2 separate regions of the Mus musculus genome follow, and region 1 is linked to region 2. The links are chromatin contacts, called in public Hi-C maps. All regions are on one chromosome and are shown on one strand. Each heading gives the region's core, a stretch centred on a gene start, on an enhancer-like site or on the middle of the called end of the contact. The rest is flanking DNA. Distances are from core to core; before and after follow the strand shown.

The links. A called contact is a pair of places that touch in the nucleus more often than the background predicts.
Region 1: a Hi-C map of CD8 T cells shows a contact between it and region 2, with 2.6 times the contacts expected there. The contact joins two enhancer-like sites. A contact is called at or near these places in 1 of 39 promoter capture datasets (the C10 cell line), 4 of 15 datasets of contacts at CTCF or cohesin (CD8 T cells, the NIH/3T3 cell line, large pre-B cells and 1 more), 44 of 484 Hi-C or Micro-C datasets (B cells, the Ba/F3 cell line, the C10 cell line and 28 more) and 14 of 115 datasets of contacts at active chromatin or transcription factors (CD4 T cells, CD8 T cells, the HPC-7 cell line and 9 more).

What each region holds. Positions count from the first base shown.
Region 1 is chr5:105,653,627-105,660,166 of GRCm38.p6, reverse strand. It overlaps Gm32276 (a long non-coding RNA gene), which reads right to left. Exons shown (of 5, transcript XR_389458.3): 2 at 3,828-3,951; 3 at 3,392-3,498; 4 at 2,366-2,525. Among named protein-coding and RNA genes, the nearest start is that of Gm32276, 5.6 kb to the right of the region's middle. Within about 2 kb of position 5,281, at least 86 of the 459 cell types and tissues checked have an H3K27ac peak or open chromatin away from gene starts, as enhancers often do. A contact at or near this core is called in CD8 T cells, Th1 cells and trophoblast stem cells, where this site is marked.
Region 2 is chr5:105,607,268-105,613,953 of GRCm38.p6, reverse strand. It overlaps Lrrc8c (leucine rich repeat containing 8 family, member C), which reads right to left. Exons shown (of 4, transcript NM_133897.2): 4 at 5,000-6,686. The coding sequence ends at 5,182. Among named protein-coding and RNA genes, the nearest start is that of Gm32230, 33 kb to the left of the region's middle. Within about 2 kb of position 4,098, at least 43 of the 459 cell types and tissues checked have an H3K27ac peak or open chromatin away from gene starts, as enhancers often do. A contact at or near this core is called in CD8 T cells, Th1 cells and trophoblast stem cells, where this site is marked.

The sequences.
Region 1 (6,540 bases), core at 4,032-6,531, 45 kb before region 2:
AGCTACAAACTTCTGGAGCCTCTCTGGTCTCCTAGCTACCTATCTCCCATCTAGCTATCTCCTATCTACCTATCTCTTATCTCCCACCTACCAGTGTCCTATTCCCTGCCATCTACCTTGATGGATGCAGGGATACAACTGCTGTCTGCTGGCCGTCTGCTGAGCTAGGCTTTTACATGCATCCTGGAGCTTCAAACTCCTCACACTTGCATAGCAAGCACTTTATTGAAAGACTTACTTGTAGCTGCTTGTATTCTCATTATGCTTGTATCCTCCAATTATGTCCTCCCAAAGCTGCTTACTCAAGTGTCTGCAGGTAGCTTCTAGGAACCTATCCCAGTTGGTTCTGATTTGTAAATTAAAATGTCAACAGCCAATAGCTGGGAAGGACAAAGGTGCGCTTTTGGAAAATCCCAGGCTTGGGACTTGGAAGAGGAGGAAAATTTTAATGGACCTTTAACTCGGCCTGGTAGACTAGGCTAGGGGCTCTGCTCTCAGTTTGTCCAATGTTAGTATTGTAATTGTATATCACCACACCTAGCTTTGGTGTTTGTGTGTGTGTGTGTGTGTGTGTGTGTGTGTGTGTGTATGTCCTGGGGCACAAACTAAGTCCTTATGCTTACATGGTTAGTTCTTTAGTGATTGAGCTGCATTCCACATCTTCTTTCCCTGGACCAGGGATGGAGAGGTATCATCTTGGAGCAGCCTATGTAAATTTGATATGGGTGAGATTTTGACGGCTGCCTTTTCTTGAGTAAGCTCCCCTTACTCCAAGCCCTCCGGCAGGCCAGATGCAAAACACCAGGGACTAAAGAACCCTTGGGGATAACTCAACTGCCACTGTACAGGGCCACTCCTCAGAGCCCCCAAGCTTTCTTGCCCCAGGGTGCCACATTCAGAAAGATCTGAGCTAACCTGATTATGCTCAGCTCCTGCCAACAAAGGTCATAGTCCAGGCTTAATAAAAAAAGACAAGGAAAATGTAAGTGGAGTCCAAATGAAGTATAATTCTATTTCCTTTTTATCTAAGCAACTTAGGAGGACAAAGGGTATGGGATCTGCTGAGAGCAAGCTGAGTCTCTTGATAAATCACAGTGGCTCTTAGGGCGTCGATGAAACTGGGTTACTGAAAGGGAGGTGTAGGAGCATGGAGTCCTCGTGCTCACAGTTAAGCACCAAAGGAAACAAGAATGTTAAACACACACGGAGGTTCTTTCTAAGGCAGGGATGCATAACCTCTTTATCTGCACAGAAGGCTGGGAGCAGAGATGGTTGACAGCCCGGCCACCTTTGCAGTATTCGTGTGTCAAGACCACACTGGAGCCTCCCCCAGACCCCTATCATGCGCCTGTCAATCTATAGAAGCCGTCTTTATGGAAGACGTCATATCTACTTCATAAAGAGCTTCAATGTAGTCACATCTCAAACTTTATTGTGCATACAGAATTAGTTACTGTGAGGAAGATTTTCACCAAATTGTGCCCTGCTTAAGTGTGCCTGAAATAAGCTACTCAGGGGGAGACTCCTGAAGTTTGAATGAACTCCAGCTACTGAGTTGTGTTGATCTTACTACCTTCTTGCCTCCCACATCACTTTGTGGGCCATGGTGGACCGAGACCCCCGCAGGGAAGTAGGACACTCAGAGGGAATAACAAGTCTCCAAGTACTACAATTCTGATGCAACCACGTCTTTAATTCTTCATCATCTACTCTTTGTCCCCAACATTGTCAACAATACAAATCGGCCAGCTTTCCAGACTTCAAGTAAAAAGCACTGGGCTCTCACTGAGCTGGACCAGCAGGTCAAGTGACATTTCAATACATGTGTCTGTACCACAGGCACTAATCAAATCAGAGCTGTTCCTCTTTCTGTCATTGTTGCTTTGTGTTCGAAGCCAACAAACATCTCCCTTCTAGTGACTTTTATGGACTATGGCAGCAGTTACTGTGGGGACACCTATTCTATTGTTTTGTAGAACAGAACAATTTATTACTTCTGTCCGTATTTTGGTGTCCATGAGCCATCCTCCCTCTCCCCCTCTCTCCTTGGGTCTTACATCTTGTTCTTGTGGTCAAAACATGATTGTCACAGTCTGAGGGCAGAGAAGGGGACAGCTGGAAGGTAAGTACAGCATTGTCCTTTTGCTTAAGAGCAGAAAACACTTTTTTGATTAAACAATAGATACTCATTTCTTGACAGTGTGGAAGCTGGAGACTGCAAGGCCAAGATGTTGACAAGACTCTTTCCTTCCATCACCTTAGTCTGTTATGTTCTCCATTTCTCACGACAGTAATGTCCTTGCTACTGGTTTATCATAGTAGATACAACAGAGGGCACAGTTAAGGCATGTAGAAAGCAAGTCACCTGAGAGGAAGAACACGAGACGTCAGGAGCCTGAAACCTCCATTTGGGCTACGGCTCAGAAGTGAAGAATCCTCCCGCCAACTGTTTCCCATCAGTGTTCCTTGTCAAGTCTCACTGGCCCCAAACCAGGGACACAAACAGCCTTAGCCACCAGGAGGAACTGGAAAGTGAACAAAGGGGCAGGAGAGTGGGAGAGTACCTTTACTGACTTCAGTTGAGCTGGCTACACACACACACACACACACACACACACACACACACACACTTCTATACACACATACATACATATATATTCATATATTCACATTTACACATATATGTACAAATACATATAATATATATGAAGTTAGTACAGGAGAAAGAAAGAAGAACTATTGGGAGATTTCCAAAAGCAAAAGCAATTAGAACTTTAGGGTTGACTATCAGCAAAACTATCCTTTTGCCTCGCAACTCTTAGACTGACCTAAATCGAGACTATATATAGTACAAAGTACTCTTTATTCAGCTAATGCGCTGTGCTGGGAACTACTGTTGGGTGTTAGATATATGTTATCTGTGCTTCTCTTACAGTCTGGCAAGATGGCTGCCAGAATCATTATGTTCAGAGAGATTTAGGTTATTTCCCATTAGGGAATGGTGGGGAGGTCTATTCTGATTTCTGTCATTAAAGTCTTACTTTTCTTGAATTTTAAATAAATTAAATCATACATACTGACTTCCCTCACTGACTATTAGGCCCTCAATCCATTCATCAGTAATAGGAATTATTCATTCTTTATTGCTGGAGAGTCTCCAGTTGTTATTTCGATAAAGTACTCCGATTTATTATGTTTTATAATAGATTGGTATTTAGGGTGTTTCCACTTTGGAGATACGAATAAAACCTCTCTTAACATTGTTATAAGTTTGGTATAGAAGCATATGCCTATAATTCCAGGCTGAGGCAGGAGGATTGCAAATTTAAGGACATCCTGAGCTGCAGAGCAAGACCCTGCCTCAAAAGCAAAACCAGCCAAAACCTCATACTCTTGTATGTGTGAGCTGGTGGACACAGGTGCTCTCTTCTGTCAGATTTGCTTGTAGAACTGGAGTGGGCCACATTTGGCATCAGAAGATGAACTCTTAAAGATTTCCTAAGCAATGGTACAAAGTTATAAATTCAATCAGCAATTTGTGAGACAGTGTCTGCCAGTGCATATCTGTGTGCGCATGTGCTTGTATGTGCATCTGCATGTGTATGCATGTAATTTTAAAAGATATTTGGTGTATTGCAGAGGGAAAAGTTGATCAACTTCACAATATTGAAAGTGCGTTTACATTTAACTTATAGCTTAAGTTTTAAAGACTTTGTGAACAATGTAGCATAATCACATTCTTAAAAATGCACCCCTTGACCTTGCACCCAGATACCATTCCAATTGGAGACTCTCAGATGTGGTGATATAATTTAAGGATGGATTACCTATATTGCTGGTAGATTTTTGTGGTATATGAGACAGTTCCTATGATAACCACAAGGCTTTCTTTTCTTTCAGTGATGATGTAAAAATCGGACAATCAAAGATCCTTAGATGGTTCCTGGAGACCTGTTTCAAGGGTTGAGAACTCATATAATGAAATGTATTAATATAATGAAAAGTCTCAGTCATTTATAAATTATATTAAGGTAGTGCTATATTATAGTCATGAGTCACCATGTGGGTGCTTGGAATTGATCTCGGGACTTCTGGAAGAGCAACCAGTGTTCGTAACTGTTCAGCCATCTCTCTAATCCTCCCTCCCCCCCAATTTGATAGATTTTATTAGATAAAGATAATAAACACAGTTCTGATGTCTTTTGAGTATACAGTCTAGCTGTGCAGAGGAAAAAAAGGCCAAATAATATAAGGAGCTATTCCAGTAATACATAAATATGTTAGTTTAATTTTTAAAAAGATTGCATGCACAAGAAAACAACACATATGTGTTTTTAAGGTTATGGCTTTATAAGGTTTATGGTTTTAAAGTTATAAAGGTTAGCCTGGCATAGATGCCCCAGCCCTTCTAAGTCAGTCCCTAAGCAGAAGAGGAAATAATAAGAAAAAGATGTCAGAGAGCAGGGAGAGGTCACTTCAGGCCAATTCAGTGTCAATCGCCAAAAGGCACAGATAGAAGATGCAAGGTCTAGGGCAGACCTGTGAACAAACCAGCCAGAGTGCTGGAAGCCACAGCTGTCAGTCAGAGTCAGAGGGAACTGGCAAGCCCTGCTAAATCAGACACCTGGCGGTCCTCAGTCTCCATGACAACGTTGGGAGCAAGCTAAGAATTCAAAACCTTTTCTAGTTGCATGTCTATTAGATTGTGGGTGGGATTCTAACCCACACAGCCCAACTCTAGCACTGGAAAGGAAGTTCTAGGAGGGTTTGCACAGGGCTTGGAAGCTGGGTGGACCGGAAGTTTCCTGTCTTTCACTGTGTGCGCGAGTGCTAGAATACCTGAGCGTCTACACCTTAGCGTCAGTGGTCCAGCTGGCATAGCCTTGTGTGAGCTGTACTGCTCAGTCTGCCCAGGGTCAGTGACGTGGCTTTCAGTAGGCCACCCTCCAAGCGCTCCAATTTTTGTAGATCATGGCTCTACACAACTTGGGAGATTGGGAGGACATTCTTAACTAGAGGCCACCAAAAATCAGACTTTGAAGGAAGACAAATCCGGCCCGAGGTGTAGGGTTCGTTATCCAGAAACGCTGGAGGAGAAAACCTAGGAGGTAGAGATTGCAGCGTTGTGTGGCAAGGCAGAGCATGGGGTGACAAGGGGGCTGTGCAGATCTGGGAGTGACTTGGTGCCAAAAAAGTCCAGACAGATGGAGAGAGATCAGTCAGGCCTAGAAAAGATGGTTATTGTTTCCTTGCTGTTGCCATATCGCTCGTGGCCACTAGAGGGCTTCCCCGCCTCATCTGGAATCCACACCTCAGCTAAGGTTTCCCAACCGTGCTGCGTTCCAAATCTAAGCCAGGCTGGCCCGTGGGCCCCTTGCTTAACCCAAGCTGGGATTCTGAACCAATGAAATTTGGGGTGCCTCTCACTGGAGTGACAACGAGGCTGGGAACCAGGAGTCAGATGCAGGGGTGACAGAATATGTGGCAGGGTCCACAGTGGCCTGGGGCAGCAGGATAAAGGGAAAGGTAGCTGCCTTCCAAATACCAGCAGGGGCCAGTAAGCAAGGCTTGAGGGAGGCAGAGGTTCTAGAAATCGCTGGAATCCTTTCCCTGCGAGGTGGGCTGTTCGACCTCTCTGGTCGTTGATCATAAGAAACCCTTTCTTTCTCCGGTTTGCTAGCATGGAGGAGCTGGGCTGAACGGCCCGGGACAGCAGACCACAGCCCATTGAGCAATGATCTCTGGGGCTGTTTGTGCAATGTGTGTGGTGTGCTTGGGGGGGCATGCTACAGACACAAAAATTCTAAGACCCAGGCTGTGGGGTGAGAGGGTCATCTCTCAGCCATTTCCTTGGGCAGAGAAGTTCACCATAAAAGTCTAGGTATGAAGTTGTCATTCCCCCTAAAGATGTAGGGTATGGCCTTTGTCTCATGTTCTCCAGCACCTTTGTCTCCTTAAAAAGATTTATTTTTATTTATATGTGTTAATATGTGCATGTGTGTGGAGTGCCTGTGGAGGTATCAGATCCTCTGGAACTGGAGATATAGAACTGTGAGCTGCCTGATGTGGATGCTGGGAACTTAACCCTGAAGTAGCAGCAAGTATTACTTCTTAACATTGGAGCCATCTCTCTGTTCCCTCTCTGACCCAATCCTCCAGCATCTCTTTTGGCCCAGCCTTGATCTTAGTGGACAGACCTTCCACAGTAGAGAGCTGCCTGCTGCCTGCTTCACCTGTCCCCGGGCAATTTCTCTTTCTATCTCTGTCTGGATGTTGTCCATATCTCTCAGAGGTTAGATCATGCTCTCTTATTCGGCTGTATCCAGTTTGGCCCTGTTTCTGTCTGCTGCTCATACTGGAAGTCGGATGGTGGTTCCAGTGGCTACATGAATGATTTAGGGATCGGCAGGAAGGAGATTTGTGTGTGCATTTATATATGTTGGCTGGGCGGGGGTGGGGTGGGGTGGGGGGAGTGTGTGTCCTGCTTCTCTGAGGGCTCAACTCACATATACTCAAAGACATTGGTTAAACTGAAGAATG
Region 2 (6,686 bases), core at 2,849-5,348:
TTAACTCAGCCTAAGAAAGATGCCTAAAGCCACCCAAATGTCACTGAGAATATAATATTAACAAAATCACCCATGCTGTCTGTGTGAAATTATAACAGAACTCCCAACCCCTCACAATTCAGGGAAGGAAAGTCGAGCTTCTATTCTATCAGACTCACTTCTTGGAAGCTCATTTTTTAGGTTGTAACTGTGGTTTAAATATAGAATGCAAAATGTACATGTGAATCTTTTTCCCTCAAGATCTATATTCCTGAAACTTGTAATAAGATCCAAACACTTACTTTAAAATTTATTTGCTTATTTAATTTTGAGACAGGGTCTTGCTCTGAAGCTGGACGTGGCCTTGAACTCATAACCTCCTGTCTTAATTTTCCAGTCAGATCACATAAGTACATATAAGTAAGCCATAATGCCTGGTTTCAAACACAGTAATAGTGTATGTCTGGATGTAAGTTGATTTAAAATAAAATTAATTCTACAATGAATAAAAAAGAGAGAGTTCATGTTTTGCTTGTTTCTGGAATCTCTGAACCATCAGAATGGCCCACAGGCTGAGAACCGCTGAATTAGAGGATGCCTCTCTGGATGCCCAGGATTGTTCTTACTCCTTTAAGTAACTACCGTTATTATCATAAGGGTATTTAATGAAGGTTGAGCTGGATAGCCATTGTACAATCTGATTTGGCAAACGTACAAAAACCGTACTCCAGATTATACATTAACTCAGTAATTACACAAATGAAACTCCTGGGACACCTTGTGTAGACGCAGGACAGTGGATTCAGGAAGGAAACAATTCGTTACAATGATAAAAACTAGCTCCCATGGTAAAGAGCAAACGAGCCTATTTCCTGCAGCCCAGAGAACCTTAGTAACGGCCTAAGAACAAAAGATACGCAAGATTTCTAAAAGTAAGAAAGGATGGGTCCCAAAGATATGTTACAAAAATGACTTTATTTATTTTTGTTCCTATACACCACACAGCGAGATAACACTAAGACGTTTCCTTTCATGAACATGTATTCTGACAAATCAACGATCAGTCCTTTTTCTCGGCAGTCCAAGAAGTTTGCCAGCACTTGACAATCTGAATGCACATGAACATAGTAAACAAATGCAAACCAAACACCAGCAAGCACATAAGGCATGGGGTGTCAACCCCAAAGAGCAGTGTGGCAGGGGACCGAAGACACAAACGAATCTAACTATAAACCACGCAGGCCAGGTGTGCAGTAAACACCTGTAATCCAGTGTCCAGGAAGCCGGGGCAAGAGGCTCTCAAGTTTAAGGTCAGCCTAGGTTTGGCTCAAAAACCAAACCAAACCCTAAATACATAGTGGCTGCTATCTGGTCAATAAAAGCTGTCCAATGTTATATACCCTTCTGATTAAAAAATAATTCCTTGTGGGCAGAGGGAGACTCTCTTCTCTCTCCCTCAGATAATCCTAAGAATGCCATCTTTATTAGTGGGCGACTTTGGGAAGGGGACTGGATGGGAGCAGATACTTGTGTGGGAGGCTGATATCAGAAGACTGAGAGCTAAATCTGAAAACTCATGGCAGCTCTAGGTAAGACTGGGACTTCTTACCATGTCTCTAAACAGAAAAGGTGCAAACATCCCATCGACTCTTCTAGAAGTTTCCTCAGTGGTAGCCATTTTGTTCACTTGAGTATGACATTCTTGAAGATTCTGCCCCAGTGTAAACTCTTTAAGGTAGACTTAATTTACTTTATGAAAAACTGAAGTGACATCAACAAGGTTTGCATGAGAAGTGTTAATGGACTTTTGTATTGATGATCCATAAGTGTTACTGCTGAAATGCCAATACCGTTGATCAGTATTTGGTATGAAAACTGGATTAGAGAGTGAGATAAATTAAAGCCATAAACCAGCGTACTGAAAGAAACTGGACTTCTTTTGTTTATGAAACCCAAGGAAGAGTCCATGTTTCAGACCCTTCAGAGTGGGGCCTGTGATCAAAATGAACAACCTCCCTGAGGCAGGGACATTTCCAAAAGAGCCTGAAAAAGTCTGCTTGCTGCTTAGGACACCACGGAGACTGTCAGAGCTCATTGTAGCAGCAAGGAAGGGCTGGGTGGGCAATTCGAGGAATCTCATGTACACCACAGTTTATCTCATTGAGAATTCTGATATTCAAAACCAGATCAAATTGTGTAATGAGAGAACACAATTGTGTTCTGAGGTGTTACATTCTTGGGTGTGTGTGTGTGTGGTTATTTTTTCTATGATTTAAAATCTACATTAATTACTTTGTGCGCGTCTGATGTAGGTGCTCACTCTGTGGCACCCTTCAGAGGACAACTGACGGGAGTTGGTTCTCTCCTTCCACTGTGTGGATCCTGAAGAGCAAGCTCAGGACCTCAGGTGGATGGCAAGTGCCATTCACCCTCAGGGCCACCTTGCTGGTCCCTTAGGTGGCGTTCTATTAGGACCTTTCAACCAGAGCACCACCAGATGGCTGTTCTGTATACCTTGAGCTTGAAGCCAACCTCGGAGTTAAGAGTTCAGATGGCACATTTGTGATTTATACAGCAGTTTGTTGTGAGTTGGAGGTTGGACAGAGAGCTGATCCTCCCAGCAAGAGCACTTGGAAAACAGAGAGAGAGAGAGAGAGAGAGAGAGAGAGAGAGAGAGAGAGAGAGAGAGAGAGAGAGAGGAGGCAGACAGCCTCTCTGCACTAAGTTAGATCAGAGAACATTAGAAAAGCCAGTGGTTCAGGCACCCGAGTTTCCCGTTGGAAGGCTGGACAGTAGCTGAAAGCATTTTACTCAAGAACGAGAACAAAAACTTACTGTATTAAAAAGGACGAGAATCAGAAAGTTCAAACTCTTCAGAGATTGAGGCTTTGGAAGTTTTATAAAATCTAATAGAAAGATCTATGAGTATTTTACTCTTAGTTAAAAGAAAGTCTAAAAACTATACTGCTTTATTGAATGTTATTTACAACTTAGGTTGGGAGTCGGCCTGTGAAATCATTATGAAGATAAAACAAATTATTTGGAAGCTTGATAAAATTGAATTATTGGCGATTTGCTTCAGTTATGAACCTATACAGGATTTTCAGTTAATGCCAGAGAAAGACTTCATTATAACTATGGTGTTTAACTTGAATAGATCCCTTCTGAAGGGTGATATTAGAAATAACCATAAGTTTTAACAATCAAAACGGTGCATTCAATGGTTCAATTTACATTCCAACAACAAGTTACTCTTGCTCAATAACAGACAATCTGCCTTTAAGTTCTTTAAGGCAGAGCTTTTCTGAACATGACACATGATTCATACCATTCAATATTCTAAAATTGAATATTTCTTCCTATAAGTATAGTCATAATAGTACTTCAAATTATTATTATTATTATCATTTTAATTCCAGGTTTAAAGAAATCATGACTGAAATAGAAGCACTTGCACGGGGCTGGCCCTTCACACAGAGTGATGAGTCCTGTTCCCTTGTCTGTTTTGTAGTGTCAGGTCGCTAAACTCAGGCACGGGGCTCAGCTCTGGGCAAGTGCTTTGTCACTGAGCTATCCCGCACCCCCCAACCCCCATCTTAACTCACATGAGGACCATGTGCTTCCCAGGTATGTCTTGTCTATGTTTACATGCCACAAAAAAAAAAAAAAAACAACCAAAAAACAAACAAACAAAAAACAACAACAAAACCCAGGTCTGGGCAAGGTCATGGGGGCCAAGAAAACGTTCTTCAAAACAGGGTTTCAGAAGTCAAATCATCTTCCTACCTTCAGTGTTAAATTTTTCCTTAGGCCAGTTGGTGGACTATGTAACTCAAGTCTCCACACTAGGCTGGATTTTAGGAAAAGGAAGATCAATAAAAGCTTTGCCAGCCACCAGGTGGGAACTATTGCGAAGTGAGAACACTCAGAGGTTAGTCACAGCACTTGGCTAAGTGAGGTGCGATCTTTAGCAGAGAGCTGAGAGTTCCCGTGCTTGCTGCACTGACATCCGCCCGCACTGAGGGCAGGCTTGCGGGAAGCTGATGACTACGCTTATGTACACAGTGGGTTGTTTTATTCACCAGGCAGAAAGTGAATTGATATCTCTGCACAGGGTCTGAGGAAGGGGCGGGGCCTGCGTGGAATACATCAGCTTTTTAACAGAGGAAGGGGCAGGGCCTGCGTGGAATACATCAGCCTTCTAACAAAGGAAGGGGCGGGGCCTGCATAGAATACATCAGCTTTCTAACAGAGTGCCTTAGTAGCAAGATTGTTTTCCATCGGATGCATCCACATATCAAGGCATCAAAAGTGATTAAATTACTCAAAACAGGCTTCTAATTCTATGATTTAAAATTTAATTATCTGCTAGAATATTGAAATAAAATCTAATTTTCCTAAGGTTGTTCAACAGTACCACATGGCAATAGTGAGGTGGATGGGGGTAGTGGTTGTGTTTAATTTTTGACGACATATTTTAGGATGTTGGTTAAAAAAAAATACAGATCAGTGAGACGCCAAATGATACATGCACACAAGGAGCGCAACCACAGGGGGTTGCTTTCTTCACCCACTTCAAAAGCCTGTCCTAGGCTAACTGAAACTGTTGTTTAGGAAATGATACGATTAACAGTGTCAGAAGCAGGGGGCTTTTCAGGGTAATACTCTGTGACAGTGTACTTGTGTGAGCTCAGAGTCTGGAGTTTCCTATAGAGTGGCACCTCCTGACCAGCCAAGGTGGCGGCTGACAGTAAAACCACTGGCACAACTTCTTGGTACATATGATGAGACTCACCAAGAGCTCGGACAGGTAGAAAGAAAGTAAAGATGGTGTTGGCAAAGTATCTTCACCCATTTAGAAGATGCCAAAATTCATGAGACCTACGATTCCTTTCCTTTTACAAGAATGAACTCAAGTGAGAAAGCAAAACCCAAAGCCAGGTGGAACTACCCATTCCTGCGGGCAGAATCAATAACAGATACGTCAGCTTCCGGGACAAATAAAACTTTAAAATATTAATATTGAAAAAATACAATTAAATTTTTATTAAAAAATACATACTCCTTACTCAATCTTTGTGTACATGTTGTCTTGTGTGGAAAAGGAAAAAAAAATAATATAGGAAAGGCATTAGGACTACCTAATTCTTTATATTGTATTTGGTAGAAGCATGTTTCAGTCATACTCTGATGAAAAATAAGTTAGTCTGCTTTCATCTGCTCCCGGACATCTGAGGGCAGAGTCTCAAACAGAGCATCTTCCACAACTAGCCCGGCTCGCTTCAGAGCCCGGCAGTCTCCCAGCTCGGGAGGGAGGACTTCAAAGTGATTGCCTTTGATGTCTAAGTAGGAAAGAAATAGTAGATTTCCAATTTTTGGTGAAAGTACGGAGAGGCTGTTTTTCCCAATCTTCAAAGTTTTAAGTTTCTTGCAGAAGTAGAGTTCATCTGGGAGGCTCTCCACTTTGTTACAAGTGATGGAAAAATACTGTAAACTTTGCAGAACTCCGATTTCGGGCGGGATGAAGCGGATGTCGTTATAGGACAAGTCCAGGTATCTGATTTTGTTGCACAGGAAGAGGTGGGAGGGAAGCACCTCTACCTTATTGTGGCTGAAAAACAGTCTCTCCAGGCTGGTCAGTTTCTTGATGTGCTCTGGAATGTAAGCGATGCTGTTATACCACAGTTTGAGCACGGTCAGCTTTCTCAAGTGCTGGAAGCTCACGATCTCCTCTATGGACTTGAGGTTGTTCTCCTTCAGGTCCAGCTCCTGGAGACTGAGCAGGCTGAACACGGCGTGGGGGATGCGTTCCAGGTCGCAGTGGACCAGCTCCAGCTCCGTCAGGTTGGTCATCTTCTTCAGGTTGTTGAGCATCACCAGTTTGGTGCCATCATTGTGGACGCACATCTTCTGGAGGTGGCTGGACACATCCACCACGGCCTGAGGGATCTTGGAGACGTTGCTCTTGATGGAAAGGATTTTAAGGCTTTTGAGGTCCCTCAGAGACTCCAGGGTGACATTTTTGGAGATGTCGTGACTCAGAGAGCCAACCAGATAGAGCTCTTCCAGGTTCCGGAGGCCGTACATCCAGGGGGGCAGCTCCCTCATGTCATCAAACTTGACACTCAGGACCTTGAGATTCTCCTTCAGGAAGGAGAGCGCGGCGCTGTGGATCTTGACGGAGCACTGGTGCAGACAGAGCTCCTGCAGGTTGTCTAGCTGGGCGATGGTGGCGGGGATCATGACATTCTTAATGATCTCCAGCTTCAGAGACTGCAACTCTGTGATTTCAAACACGGTGTCCGGGAGGCCAGACAGCATGATCAGCGGCAGCTCCAGGCGGTTGTGGGCATTTGTCTGCAGCTTCTGCCGCAGTTTGTCCGGGGTCCACTCGTTATTTAAATTGAGTTGTTTTAACTTGTTCTCGCTGACTTCAGACAGGAACACTGCAAACCGCTTGGAATAGAGAGGGTCATACTGGTCTATCATATGGAGCATGAAAGCAAAGTCATTTTTCACATCCGGAATGTCATCGATTCCCGTCTCCTGCCGGACATACTCGAAGGAATATTCCCTCAGAGAACGGTAGAACAGCCAGTATAAGGTGTAAAGGCACGTCAGGCCATAGATGCTTACAAAGCACAGGTAGCAAAAGGAGAGCTTAGAGAACAAATGAGCCATGGTGTGATTGCAAGAAAAGTTCTTAT